Linked DNA regions of Muntiacus reevesi: regions 2 and 3 are each linked to region 1. The links are chromatin contacts, called in public Hi-C maps. All regions are on one chromosome and are shown on one strand. Each heading gives the region's core, a stretch centred on a gene start, on an enhancer-like site or on the middle of the called end of the contact. The rest is flanking DNA. Distances are from core to core; before and after follow the strand shown.

Region 1 (4,422 bases), core at 869-3,368:
AGTAGTCCCTGAAGGTGAGCTTAAGTTTCATTAACTTTACCTAAATCTGTCTCCCATGTTTACAGATGAGAAGTCTGAGACCTTGCATGAGCAAATCGCTCAAGACTGCCAAGCTGGAAAGGGACCACAGAACCCTCACCTTCATCCACTGCCTCTCGTCACCACCACTGAGAGTGCACCAGTGTCTGATACTGACTGATGATGATTTCAAATCCATCTTTGGAAAACTAGCTGTTGGGGACAAAGTTGTCTGTGGTTTGAATTTGCTTTGAAAAAACTGTTTTGAAGTAGGATATTAGGACTTTCTTACCGAACTTTCACACCCAGAGTGGAGAGGACCATTACATCATTATACTAAAGACAGCAGTGTCCATCAGATGATGGACTGTTAGAGGATAAAAACCAAGAGGTCTGATGAGCAAGTCTAGGGTGTTCCGTCTGGGCAAGGCTACTCTTTGCTGATTCAAATATTTCGGTGAAGCTCTGCAGACACTTGCTCCGGCCCCAGTCAGGCTACTCCTGGTCAACAGCAGCATTAAACTGTGCAGCAGTCTCAGAAAAGAAGGGAGACCTGGTCCTAACCTGGCAGTGCCAGTCCTTGTAGGCAGTGGCACAAGCCGTGTAAGGGTCCCTGGAGGAATAACCTCTGGAGCAACCTCTACCAACATCGGTAATGGGACCCAACTTGAAGGAAGGACTGGCTATACCAGGAACCAACTGGTAGAAAGGTACACCTGAACTAAAGTTGGATTTTATTGCTTTCATTTCCCCCCTTTGGCTGGAACAACAGTATAATTAACATAACACTGATTTTGTAATTGAAAATTCGGTCCTCCTTCCCAATGCAGACTGAGGATAATGAGAAGGTTCTGAGGATAAAGGAAGGCGAAATTTATTGATTTGCCAGCAAATGAGCACAGTAGCAGACTAACTTCGTGACAATTACCAGCCTGCCTTCTGGGGAGAAACCAGGAGTATTTAAGGAAAGTCTTAAGACTGGGGTTGAGGGACAACAAAACTAGCAAGAAGGCCCGCCAGCATTAATCAGTAACAAAGAATGCAAATTTAGTTCCCAGCCATGCAAGGGGAAGACAGGAAAAACAGTTTTAGAAATCATCTATCAAAACAGTTTTAACCTTGTGGCCCTCTTACGGTTCGGAGGATGTTACGTCTTCATTAGCTTATTAAGAGACATTATCCCGTATACTAGTGACTTGGGAAATACTGTTATTATAAATTATAATTTCTGCAGTAAACATATGTAAAAAAAAAAAAAAATTACTGTACTGGCAAAGAATCTCAGTCTCTGGGCATAATTTACCCGGAAAAATGAGAATTCTGTGAAGGGCTGCAGAGAAAGAGCAGCTAGAGGGAGGGGAGCTGAGAAAGGGCCAGGGCACCAGGAAGCCGCGGAAGAGGTGGACAGACGAGGAGGGACGCACCTAGGACCGGAGGGAGGCGGCAAAACTCAAGGTTAAGTGGTAGGAGGGGACATGAGGTTGAGCGAGTCAGTCAGGGCCTAGGTACACATCTGTCTGTGTGCAATTTGCGGAGTCCGACCCCCGTCAGGGCAGCAGCCGGACCAGGCGCCCCACGTAACGCCGGCAGCCAGAGAAGGAGGCTGGGCCGGAGGGCGGAGAGGCCGCCGCGGTCAGGGGTGGTCCGCGAATAAACTGCCGCGGGTAACGAGACCCTGGCAGAGCCCACGAGCCCCACGCGCCGTGAGCGGGGCCGGAAGTGGCGACACTGAGAAGGCCGTCCCTCTCAGCCAATGGCCGCGCGGTCCGCCGTCCGACGCTGACCGGAGCGGCACCTGAGGAGAAAAGGCGGGAGGCCCCCGAGGCGCGAGAAAGGCCCACCCTTCCACGTCATGACGCGAGTTACCACAGCAGTGTCCTCGAGGACCGGCGTCTCTTTCCGTTTCCCTGCCGCGGGTGAACTAATCCGGGGACACCACGCCTCCAACCTGTGGACCGCCTCACGCCGGAAGCTGCCCCCAGTAAAGATGGCGGACAGGCAGCGAGGAAAAGCCTGAAGTAGGCGGGACGGGAGCGGCCGGAAGGGGCGCGTCGGGGCGTGTCCTGGCGGGCGAGGCCCGCATGGGCGTGGCCACCCGCCCCTACTGGGCTTTGGATCTGCGAGGCTCACAGATGCCGCCAACCGAGTCCCTCCGCCGTCTCCCGGAGGCGGGTCACCGCTGGCCGCGCCCCCGTCGGATCACTCCCTCTTGGAAGGTTACCACCTGAGTTTTGAAGATTTGACTGGGGTTGGGCCACTCACCTCCGGTCCCTCAGAGATGGAGGGCGCGCAGGAGAGCCCCGCGGAGTCTGGATCCTCCGTCCCGTGGTCCGAAGAGCCTGCCGGCTCGGCCAGGGTCCCCGAGGTGTCGCCTTCGGAGGAGTCGGAGGGCTGCACCCGGTCCCTGGAGGCGGCCCCCAAAAAACTCTGTGGATATTTAAGTAAGTTTGGTGGCAAGGGGCCCATCCGGGGCTGGAAGTCCCGCTGGTTCTTCTTCGACGAGAGGAAATGTCACCTGTATTACTCGCGGACCGCGCAGGATGCGAATCCGTTGGACAGCATCGACCTCTCCAGTGCGGTCTTTGACTGCAAGGCGGACGCCGAGGAGGGCACTTTTGAAATCAAGACTCCCAGCCGGATAATTACCTTGAAGGTAAATGGAGCACTTCTTTCGCCCTTTTGGCCGGGATGGGATCCCAGGGCACCGCCAGGCACAGGTGGGTGGTCACAATAAACGTGCCGTAATCACCGACCCCGATCACCTCAGTGAGCCCCGAGTGCCCAGGGCTTTGTGGTTTTCAAAGCGCAGTCACACCTATCTCCTCATTAGGTTCCTGCAGTAAAGGCCGGGATGATGGACGTATATTACGGATCAAAAAACTGAGTCATAAAGGGGTAAAGGGCCTGGTGTGAGTCACACCACTGGAAACTAGTGTAGCCCACACTTGGAATCTCATAGCTTTGCATACCCTATCAAAACTTTAAGGGTACAGTCCTTTGGGTTGCAAGAGTCAGACAAGACTTACCAGCTTAACAACAAAAAACTAGGCAGTCACCATAACTTTCTTACTTAGGGCTGAAGTATAGTCAAGGTATGAGTTTTGCAATCAACTTTCAAGGCCTGGATTCTGAATTACTTTTCCCGATGTTGTAGCCAGGGGGAGTGAATGCTGAGAAAACGTTGGCAGAGATTGGGAGACAAATACTTAGGTTTCACTGATCAACCTACGTTGTTCATTGAAGCATATCCAAACCTGTTTTCTCATCAGTAAGTTCTGTTTTATTATCATATTTAACTGGAAAAGCCTGAAGCATTGCAAAGGCCACGTGCTTTGAAATCAGACAGGCTTGGATTCAAAGTCTGCATCATCTACTCACTGTGTGACTCAAGGCAAGTTAACCTCTCAGTACCTAGATAGTTTGTGAGACTAAAACAAGTTATGTAAGCACCTGGCACATGACAGGCAGCTGAATTAATCTCAGCCTAGACTCCTGCTGGCGCGTAGTGGGTGCTTGATACGTATTTTCTGAATAACCAAACATAGTGACAGAACCAAGGTCAGAAAGTACTTGTCGAGTGAAAGTGCCTAGAACTTAGCTGGAGAGAAAGACTGGTGTGGGCTCGGAGCTCTGGAATCTACACTCGGAGAGCAGTGTGCCCGGAGACTGCGTCCCTCCCCCCCCACCCTGTCTTCCTGCGCCTCCACCCCCCTTCCCGCCCGTGGGGACTCTGCTGAGCCCCTTGGATAGAGCTCAGAGCTTTCAGTTGCACTTTAATGTCCAGGCCAATCTTGTGAGCAGGCTGCAGTGGGGGGGGGGGGGGGGGGGGGGTAGTCTGTCAGGAGAGAAGGGTGGCTGAGCTGTGGCACTGGGGAAGGAGACACATGCAGGTGGCTGTGGATATGGAGAGGAGGCCCAGTCACTGACGGGAGGGAACCCCAGAGGAGGGAACAGCAGGACATACAGTCATGTGTGCCCTTGGTAGATTCCTAAGTTTCCAGAGGACAGGGGCCGTGTGGGCTCACCGTGTCTCCATTGCCTCCCACAGTCCCTGACACATACCATAGATGCTCAATATACACATGTCTGAAGAATTAATAAAATGGGATGTTTGGATGTGAGTGGGAGTCTGTGAGCACAAGGTCATGGTGAAGCCCTGGGAGAAGCTGAGGTCTCTCAGGGAAAGCATTGATATATAGAAAAAGAATGGTGGCAGCATTTCACCTGATTTGATCCCTCCATGGCAGGCTGAGGGCCCCTTTCATGGAGCCCCCACCTTCTGCACACCTCACCAGTGGTCCTCTTGAGAAGAGGGCTTGCGCTGGTTGCTTGCTCATGTTCTCACGTGGCCTTGACTGTGGTCATCTCTGTGAGGCTCACCTTCCAATCCTAGCGAGCTGCCCG
Region 2 (4,422 bases), core at 505-3,004, 240 kb after region 1:
TTTAGGTTTTTTTTTTTTTTTTAAAGGCAGATTCCTAGATCCTACCTCTAGAGAAAAGATTGTATCATAAACTACAAATAACCACATATAGTGGTTATTTATATAATCATATATCCTCTAGACAGGATAACAAAAATCGCAAATCATATAATGAAAGTGCTACATACTTAAGTTCCTGCTTTCCATAAGGAGAACGAACTTTTTCCTTTAAATCAAGTAGCAATCTACTTCACCAATGTCTCCAAGCCTGCTGTGCATTTCAGAACATGTCACACTTGGTATCGTATTTTTGGCGTGACTGTCATTGTATAGATCTAAGGCCAAGAAGCCAAATACCTCCGTTGGACCACAAAGCGACTATCACTTTTCGCAACACCCCCATCTAGTGGAAAATTTCAGCCATTACGGCCCCAGTTCTACGTCGTGCAAAGAGCTCAACAGTTCTCAACTTTTGTTTCATAGCTGTCCAGAACTCTTCCCTCCTGGAAACATAATAAAGGCATTCTTTTCCGAATTTCACGTGGAAAAAACCTATCAGAGGACATGTAGGGATATGAATTTTACCAGTTTTTCAAGTTTTTGTTTTAAAACCCACAATCCTCTCTAAATTTTTGACTCCTGATGGTTATTTTCTGATAGTGGTCTATTCATGACAAATGGACATGTTTAGGAACAGCTTTTCATGGTGGTTAAACTTTTAAATCTGTGGAGTTTTATGATCCTGAATAATTTGTTTTGCAGGCAATATGTCTCTCTCCTTCCCCCTGCCCAAGAAAAAAACAGGATAAAAAACTCAGAAGTAGAATTAAGTATACAGAAAAACTTTATAAATAAACAGGTGAGAGATAAGAAAGTAGGTAAGAGGCCTTGGAATCTGCCTGCAATGCAGGAGACCTGGGTTCGGTACCTGGGTGGGGAAGATGCCCTGGAGAAGGGAATGGCTACCCACTCCAGCATTCTTGCCTGGAGAATTCGATGGACAGAAGGGCCTGGCGGGCTACAGTCCATGAGGTGACCAAGAGTCGGGGACACACACACACACACACACACGTAGGAGGCCGGGCTCGCGCTGCAGGGGTAACTGGCCATCGCAGGGTCATCTCGCAGGCCCTCAACTTTTTAGAGCTTCCCCAGACAAGCCCCACAGCCCCAGTGTATACGGCCGCTGGCGCACTTCCACGCTCGCTCCCGCTCTCCTGAGGGACGGAGCGCAGGAACGGTCCCCACTCCTCCCTGCCTAGTCAGGTGTAGAGCTGCACATCCGTTAGATTTCAAACGAGGTTTACTTGGGTTTCTTTTCTGACGAAACATCCTTTTTCTTATGGGAAACCTGGGAGCATACAGAGAAGTACCAACGAGCATCTGTGTATTCCCGCTACTCAAGAAGCAGTAACATTCCCCAACATCCCGTCATCTCGCAATGTGATACCTGCACACACATATTCTTATTTAAGAATGAGCGTCATGCGTCGGATGTGTAGGCTGCTTATCATTTCGAGCATCTTTATGCATAAATCTTCATCGACTTGTTCTCAAGGGAAAGGGCGGTGACTTGGACCCTAAAACCGAAGCGGGTCCGCGCGGGACAACACGAGACAGACTCAGCAGCGGAGTGAGGCCTCCAACTTGCAACCGCCACCTAGCGGCAGCCTGGCCGACCGCCTCCCGGCGCCTCACTCCCCTAGCGCCCCGCCCGCGCGTGCGCGAGCCTGGCGCCCTCCGCCGCCGCCGCTACTACGCAGGCGCCAGGTAGGGAAACCGGAAGCGGAAGGTCAGCGCGCCTCGGTGGGCGCCGCTGTGACCCGTAGCCATGCGCGACTTGAAAGAGTCCGGGCCTCGCGCCACAGCGGCCCCGTGCGGGTGTGTGAAGCCGGCCCTGGAGACAGGTAACTTCTAAGAGGCCGCGGTTCTGCGCGCGTTAAGGCCTCCAAGAGCAGGGAACCGCTTTCACCGCAGAGGGGGGACGGGACAGGCGAGACCTCGAATGGATAAGGGCTGTTTTTCCCTTTTGTTGCGGAGTTACGGGTCACGTGCTCAGGCGACCACGTGACGTGGCTGAGGCGAGCGGGATGACGTCATCTCTCTCGGTCTTTGGTGGCCAAGGTCGGCAAGCTCTTGGCAGAGCAGCCACGTGCACCAGGAGCTACTGTATACCGTGGCCCCATGCACTCCCTTTATTGCGTAGAACTAGCTCGTTTCATGTATTGTGTTGTTTTCAGTTGAAAGCATCTTATATGCAACCGGTTTCCTTATCTTGTATTATTCTTTGCCTTGTATTTAACACTCCAGTCAATCAAACTGCTTCGTTCTCTTCTTATGCTAGAAAATTTGTCATTTACCTTTGTGCACCTTACTCCCTCTATTTGAAATGCTCCATAGTCCTGACCAAGGTCACATACATAGTTATGGCAGCATAGAATTTGAATTATAGTAAGTCTTCTAAAAAGGAATTTTTCCTTTCACCCATGTTCTTTCCAGTTTATTATCGAAAAAGATATAACAATGCGTATGTATTGATGAGGATATTTGTATGTACTTATGAATGTTTTAAGAATCTTGTTTTATAGTTGCATAACATCTGGTGTGCTGTGGTCCATGGGGTTGCAAAGAGTTGGACATGACTGAGTGACTGAACTGAACTGAACATCTGGTCGAGGTTTCCCTGGTGGCTCAGTGGTAAAGAATACACCTGCTGAGGCAGGAGACGCAGATTGGATCCCTGGGTCAGAAGATCCCCTGGAGTAGGAAATGGCAACCCACTCCAGTATTCTTGCCTGGAAAATTCCATGGACAGAGAAGCCTGGCCAGCTGTAGTCTAGGGCGTCACAAAGTTGGACAGCTATAGCCTGGGGCGTCACAAAGTTGGACACGACTGAGCATACACGCATGCACAAAACATGTTAGATTTTAAAACTATGAAGTCATTGCGTTAAAGAAAACACGTCTTCCTACATCTTTTCTTGACCTTTTTTTGTTTGTTTTTGCCTGCTTGGAAAAGAAAAATAATGATGGTGGGTTTTAATACATTGTGTTAACACTATTATGTAGAAAATTGTGGCTTCTCTTAAAAATTTTTATATTCTTAGAATTGTTTATTGAAATATAGTAGATATATAATGTATTAGTTTCAGGCGTACAGCAAACTGATTCAGTTATGTGTATGTGTGTATTCTTTTCATACATTCTCTTCCATTATAGGTTATTATAAGATATTGAGTATAGTTCTCCATGCTGTACAGTAGGTCATTTTTGGCTGTTTTATGTAGAATAGTGTGTATATGTTAAGCCCAAACTCCTAATTTATCCTCCTCTTCCCCTTTTGGTAACTGTAAATTTGTTTTCTATGTCTGTGAGTCTATTTGTTTTGTAAATAACTTCATTTCTATCATTTTTTTAGATTCCACCTATAAGCAATCTCATGTGTTTGGCTTTCTCACTTAGCAGAAAGTCTGGTTTGCTTAGCGTGATCATCTCTAGGTCTGTCTGTGCTGTGCTTAGTCCATCATCATGTCCGACTCTTTGACCATCCCATGGACTGTAGCTGGCCAAGCTCTCTGTCCATGGGGATTCTTCAGACAAGAATACTGGAGTGGGTTACCATGGGCTCCTCTGGGGGATCTTCCCAACCCAGGGATTGAACCCAGCTCTCCCTCATCACAGATGAATTCTTTACCTTCTGAGCCACCAGGGAAGCCCAAGAATGCTGGAATGGGTAGCCTATCCCTTCTCCAGGGAATCTTCCAAACCCAGGAATCAAACCAGGGTCTCCTGCATTGCAGGGGGACTCTTTACCTGGTGAGCTACCAGAGAAGCCTGTACGTCTGTCTGTGTTACTGCAAATGGCATTATTTCATTCTACTTGACCTTTTGATTAATGATTTCTTACCTAATTTTCTTCTGTAGGGAATCTTTTAACTGAGCCAATTGGTTACTTGGAATCCTGTTTCTCAGCCAAGAATGGTACTCCAAGGCAGCCATCCATTTGTAGCCATTCACGGGCTTGTTTGAGGATTAGAAAAAGCATCTTTAATAATCCTGAACATTCCTTGATGGGCTTAGAACAGTTTTCTCATGTTTGGTAAGTTGTTTTATAGTTAGAAATGGTACTCTGGACCAGAACTTGTCTCTGAGTACTCCAGTTGGAAGTACCCTTGGAGACTGCCATCCAGACCACCCTTATCTATTGCATGGGATTCCTGGACTGTAGACATGAATGTGAATGTTGGCATAATTTGGACACCTTCAGGGAAGTGTGGGATCCACGGAGGAGTAGTTGTTCTAATTGTGATGCATGACTTCTGTTGAGTTAAAATCTGTAGACCTCAGTTTTGCCCATGGGTCATCATTCTGTCTTCTAGACCAGGGGTCAGCAAGCTATGACCCATGGAGCAAACCCATCTCTTCTTTGTTTTTGTAAGTAAC
Region 3 (4,422 bases), core at 606-3,105, 160 kb after region 1:
TTTTAGATTTTGCCCATAAGTGATAACATACAGTATTTGTTTTTCTCTGACTTATTTCACTAAGCATAATACCCTCCAGGTCCATTCACATCATTGTAAATGACAGAATTTCACTCTTTTTTATGGCTGAGTAATATTCCATTGTGCATATGCACTATAGCTTTATTCATTCGTTTGTTGATGGACACTTAGGTTTCAAACAGACTCACAGATCTAGAGAACAAACAAATGGATACCAGTGGGGAGAAGGAAGGAGTGATGGGCAAGAAAGGGGTGTGGGATTAAGAAGTACCATCTACTATGTATAAAATAAATGAGCAACAAGGATATATACTGTACAGCACAGGGAAATATAACTATTATTTTGCAATAACTTTAAATGGAGGAGTATAATCTATAAAAATATTGAATCCCTATGTTGCATACCTGAAACTAATATTATTGCAAATGGAGGAGTATAATCTATAAAAATATTGAATCCCTATGTTGCATACCTGAAACTAATATTATTGCAAGTCAATTATACTTCAATGAAAAAATAAATAAAATTTTAAAATAAAAGTATTTCTTTTTTTTGGCCACGTGGCACCTAGGATCTTCGTTTTCCAACCAGGGATCAAATTCACATACAGTAGAAGCAGAGTCTTAACCACTGGACTGTCAGTGAAGTCCCAAAATAAAGTATCTTTATGATTCTGTAGGGTTCCATAAAAGCAGAGTTAGTCCTCAAAAAGTAAAAGAAAACCTTATCACAAATGACAGAACAGCACTGGTTGAAGGGAAGTGAAAGGAAAAAAAAAGATTTCGTGAACTACCTCTAAACCAAGGACTCACGGTGCAGATCTTCTGCTGGGAACGGGGTTCACAATGCAGGATGTGACCGGTCCCCCCTCCAGAGCACTCATAGTCTAACAGAGCGAGTTTAAACAGACAGTGACAATGCAATGCCACGGGAAAAATTACAGGAACCCAACTCTGAAAGGAGGAGCTGGAGAAAGCACCGAAGAGAAGAGGGAGCATGAGCATTCATTACCATCATATCACTAGTAGCTAACGTGTATTGAGTCCTATTTGCCAAGTACCGTACTAAGAGCTTTACATCTTATCTTTATTTTATTCTCAAAATTCTATGAAGTAATTACAAGGAATGGCATATGAGAGAGACAGCAGCAACTTTCAGCAACTTCCCGGAAGTAATTCCCTGTCGCAGAGAATGTCAGAGATTTAAAAAACGATAGGCTGGAAGAGGTCAGGTCATTAAAGTCCTGAAGACTTTATTAAAGGGTTTCGACTCTAGAGTGGCAGTGCATAGCCACTGAAGGCTCACCAGATCTGTGTTTCAGAAAGATCATTCTGCCTCCAGCGAGGGGCGAGAGAGGTCGGGTTAGGGGGCAACTGTAGCGATGCAAAGAAGTCAGGAGGTGGGAAAGGGATGCAGAACAGGATTCGAAACATCTGGAACTGGACCTGGAGAGCCGGACGCCAGGCCGGATGCAGGCCGCGAGAGGCAGAGCGAGGATGCCCCGGGCTCGGCGCAGCCCCGCCCCACCCCGGCACAGGCGGCTCTCCCCGCAGGCGCTTCCCGCCCCCGCCCCGGGCCCGTGCCCGAGCTCTCCAGACTGCCCCCTCACCTTCGCCACGCGGATCATGCGCTTGGCCACGTCCAGATCGCCCTGGTGGTTCTGGCCGATCTCGGCAATGATAAAGCAGGGGTGCTGCCCGCCCACCCAGCGCCCGGGACACAGCTCCAGCTCCAGCGGCATGCTGGCGGCTCACGCTCCGCCGCTGCGCCACCAGGGAGGCTCCCGCCGCCGCCTTGCCGGGTTAGGTCCGCAGCCCAGGTGGACCCACGCGCCGGCCCCGCCACGTCAGCCCTTGGTCGCCGGGCAGCCAATCCCCAGGCACGGCCTCGCTCCCGACAGCCAATCAGATTAGGGGGCGGAGCCACGCTCTAGGGGAGCGTGCGGCGGAAGGAGGAAGCCCGGCGGCCTTCTCTGGAGCTCGGGGTGTGGCTAGCGGCCGCGAGCTTAACCTCCGACGGTCGTGGGGTGCGGGCATCGGTGAGCAAACCCTCCCCTAAGGAGGTGAAGCCTGGCTGCCTTCGGCGTGGACAGAATGCGCCCTGCGGTGTCATGGGAAGAATGGATCCTGGAGTTACAGTTAGAGCTGGTTCGAGCCCACCCCCTGCTCTTGATCATGAATACCTTACACTTTCTGAGCTTTATTTTCCTTTTTCTCTAAACTGGAAAATTTATAGACTCTACATCCTAGGGTTCGTGAGATAGCGTATAGATCATTCTGATCTCAGTACTTGGCCTGTAAGCTTTTGATAAGTGGTTGCTGGTCCTATTATATGAGATGCAACAAGTTCAAAAAGTTCACTGACTTGTCCACGAGCCGCGGTGGAGCTGGGACTAGGACCCTGGATTGCCTTCCAGCCTAGGGCCCTTGCAATACCCTATACTGAGTTGCACACAAAATTGAGAAATAAGTTTGAAGGGAAAAGCAAACTTGATTCTCCGCTTGACTTCCAGAACTAATGAGCAAAGTAACAACAGAAAGGAGAGGAAGAGGCACTTCTGGGTGGAAGGGAGAAGGGTAGTTTGGGGACACTTGGTAAAAATATGCAGATGAGGGACTTCCCTGGTGGGCCAGTAGCTAAGACCAGGCCTCTAATGCAGGGGCCCCAGGTTCAATCCCTGGTCAGGGAACTAGATCCCACACACTGCAACCAAAGATCCCATATGCTGCAACAGAAGATTGAAGGTCCCACGAGGCATAGCCAGAGTAAATAAATATTAAAAAATAAATATACAGGTGAAACGGTTCATTAGGTGGGAGGAGAGGCAGCTCTGAGGTTCATTGTGGGTCTGGGCTGGAGATAGAAATCCGGAAGCCATTCTGAGTGAGGAAGGACTGACTAGGTAGACGCGCGAAGGAGAGAGTGTGCAGGGGACTGAGCGGTGGAGGAGTGAGCCTTGTGCAGCTGCCCTGGAAGGACGGAGAAGCAGGGTGTGTCCTGAGGAGGAGAGACCCGCAGAACTGAAGGCCCAGAGCAGTGCGTGAGAACAAGGAGCAAGAACTCGGTGGGGGACATGGGGAGCAGGGGGAATGCTAGAGAAAACAGACTTGGTGGCCGAGGGATGATGGGGAAACAGAGGAGGCAAAAATGGGTCTTTCCTTGAAAAAGAGCAGTTGCTAAAAGCAGATGGAAGGGGCTTGCTTCCCTGGTGGCTCAGTGGTAAAGAATCTGCCTGCCAGTGGAGGAGATATAGGTTCAATCCCTGGTCTGGGAAGATCCCACGTTCCTCGGGGTGACTAAGCCCATAGGCCACAACTATTGAGCCTACGCTCTACAGCCCAGGAGCCCCAACCACTGAGCCCATGATGCCCTTGCACCGTAGATGCTGTGTTCTGCAACAAGGGAAGCCCCTGCAGGGAGAAGCCCCCTCACTGCAATTAGAGAAAAGCCTGAACAGCAGTGAAGACCCAGCACAGCCAAAGTAAACAAATAAGTAAAATTATATTTTTTAAATAAAATTATATATATATATATTTTTTAATAAAATTATATATTTTTAAATGAAGCAGCTGGAAAATGGACCAGGGCTTGTCCTAAAGTGGAGGGGTTCCAAAGAAGTGCAAGTTTAGAAGCAGGAAGTGGGTGTAGATCAGGGTGCCTATAAATGGAGCAACTGAGAGCCTTGGGAGAAGCAGACTCTGGCCACTTGACACCAGAGCAGGTCTCCAGTGGCTGGGGTTGAGGAGCTTGGATAGACAGCAAGAAAGTAACCAAGGACCAAGGAGATTGCAGCGGGGTCCATTCATCTGCAACATGTCTAGACTAAGATGCCTTGTGCTTTAGGTCTGTCAAGTTTAAATGGCCTTTCACAGCTGGGTGAGGTTGAGCAACAGGCCTTGATTACAGAGAAAATTAAACCCAGCACTAAAATAACTCAGTCACTTGACTAGAGAAAACCATTATGGTTTTGCACAATTCATATATAAGTGGAAATTAAGTTTAAAGAAAAAAAGGTGACATCACATTTAAAAATTTGATACCATGAAAGGAAGGGCTAATGTTACTTATGGTTAAATAAGAACTTTCAATAAATTAAAATACACACTTATTTAATACCTACCACAAATAAGGAGGAAAAGATGCAATGTTTATTCCAGTCTTGTTCTTGTTTTTAAAGCCAATTTCCATGCTTGGGTAATGAGTCAGTGTTCAGTCTGTCGAAATGGATGAGGACATGGGAAGGTCTTTAAAAACAAAACCAGTGAGGGATTTTTTTTTTTTTTTTTTTTTAGGAAAGGGCAAGGAAGAACTTACTTTTGGAGAAACTAGGGTACCCAGAGTGCTGAGTCATAAGGGTCAAGGTCAAGGATTGGACATAGTTCCTAGAACTGAGACGCTGG

The links. Hi-C and Micro-C count contacts between places; a contact is called where the count stands out from the background.
Region 2: a contact with region 1 is called in a Hi-C map of muscle, with 9 times the contacts expected there. The contact joins the promoter of TRMO here to the promoter of TBC1D2 in region 1. A contact is called at or near these places in 2 of 3 Hi-C or Micro-C datasets (blood and muscle).
Region 3: a contact with region 1 is called in a Hi-C map of muscle, with 6 times the contacts expected there. The contact joins the promoter of NANS here to the promoter of TBC1D2 in region 1. A contact is called at or near these places in 2 of 3 Hi-C or Micro-C datasets (blood and muscle).

The regions. Positions count from the first base shown.
Region 1 is chr17:59,119,221-59,123,642 of mMunRee1.1, reverse strand. It overlaps TBC1D2 (TBC1 domain family member 2), which reads left to right and starts at 2,118. Exons shown (of 11, transcript XM_065908012.1): 1 at 2,118-2,671. The coding sequence starts at 2,297. It overlaps LOC136148458 (a long non-coding RNA gene), which reads right to left and starts at 2,391. Exons shown (of 7, transcript XR_010659501.1): 1 at 2,281-2,391.
Region 2 is chr17:58,876,494-58,880,915 of mMunRee1.1, reverse strand. TRMO (tRNA methyltransferase O) reads left to right here and starts at 1,754. Exons shown (of 5, transcript XM_065908164.1): 1 at 1,754-1,886; 2 at 3,904-4,078. The coding sequence starts at 1,811.
Region 3 is chr17:58,963,041-58,967,462 of mMunRee1.1, reverse strand. NANS (N-acetylneuraminate synthase) reads right to left here and starts at 1,855. Exons shown (of 6, transcript XM_065908048.1): 1 at 1,632-1,855. The coding sequence starts at 1,763.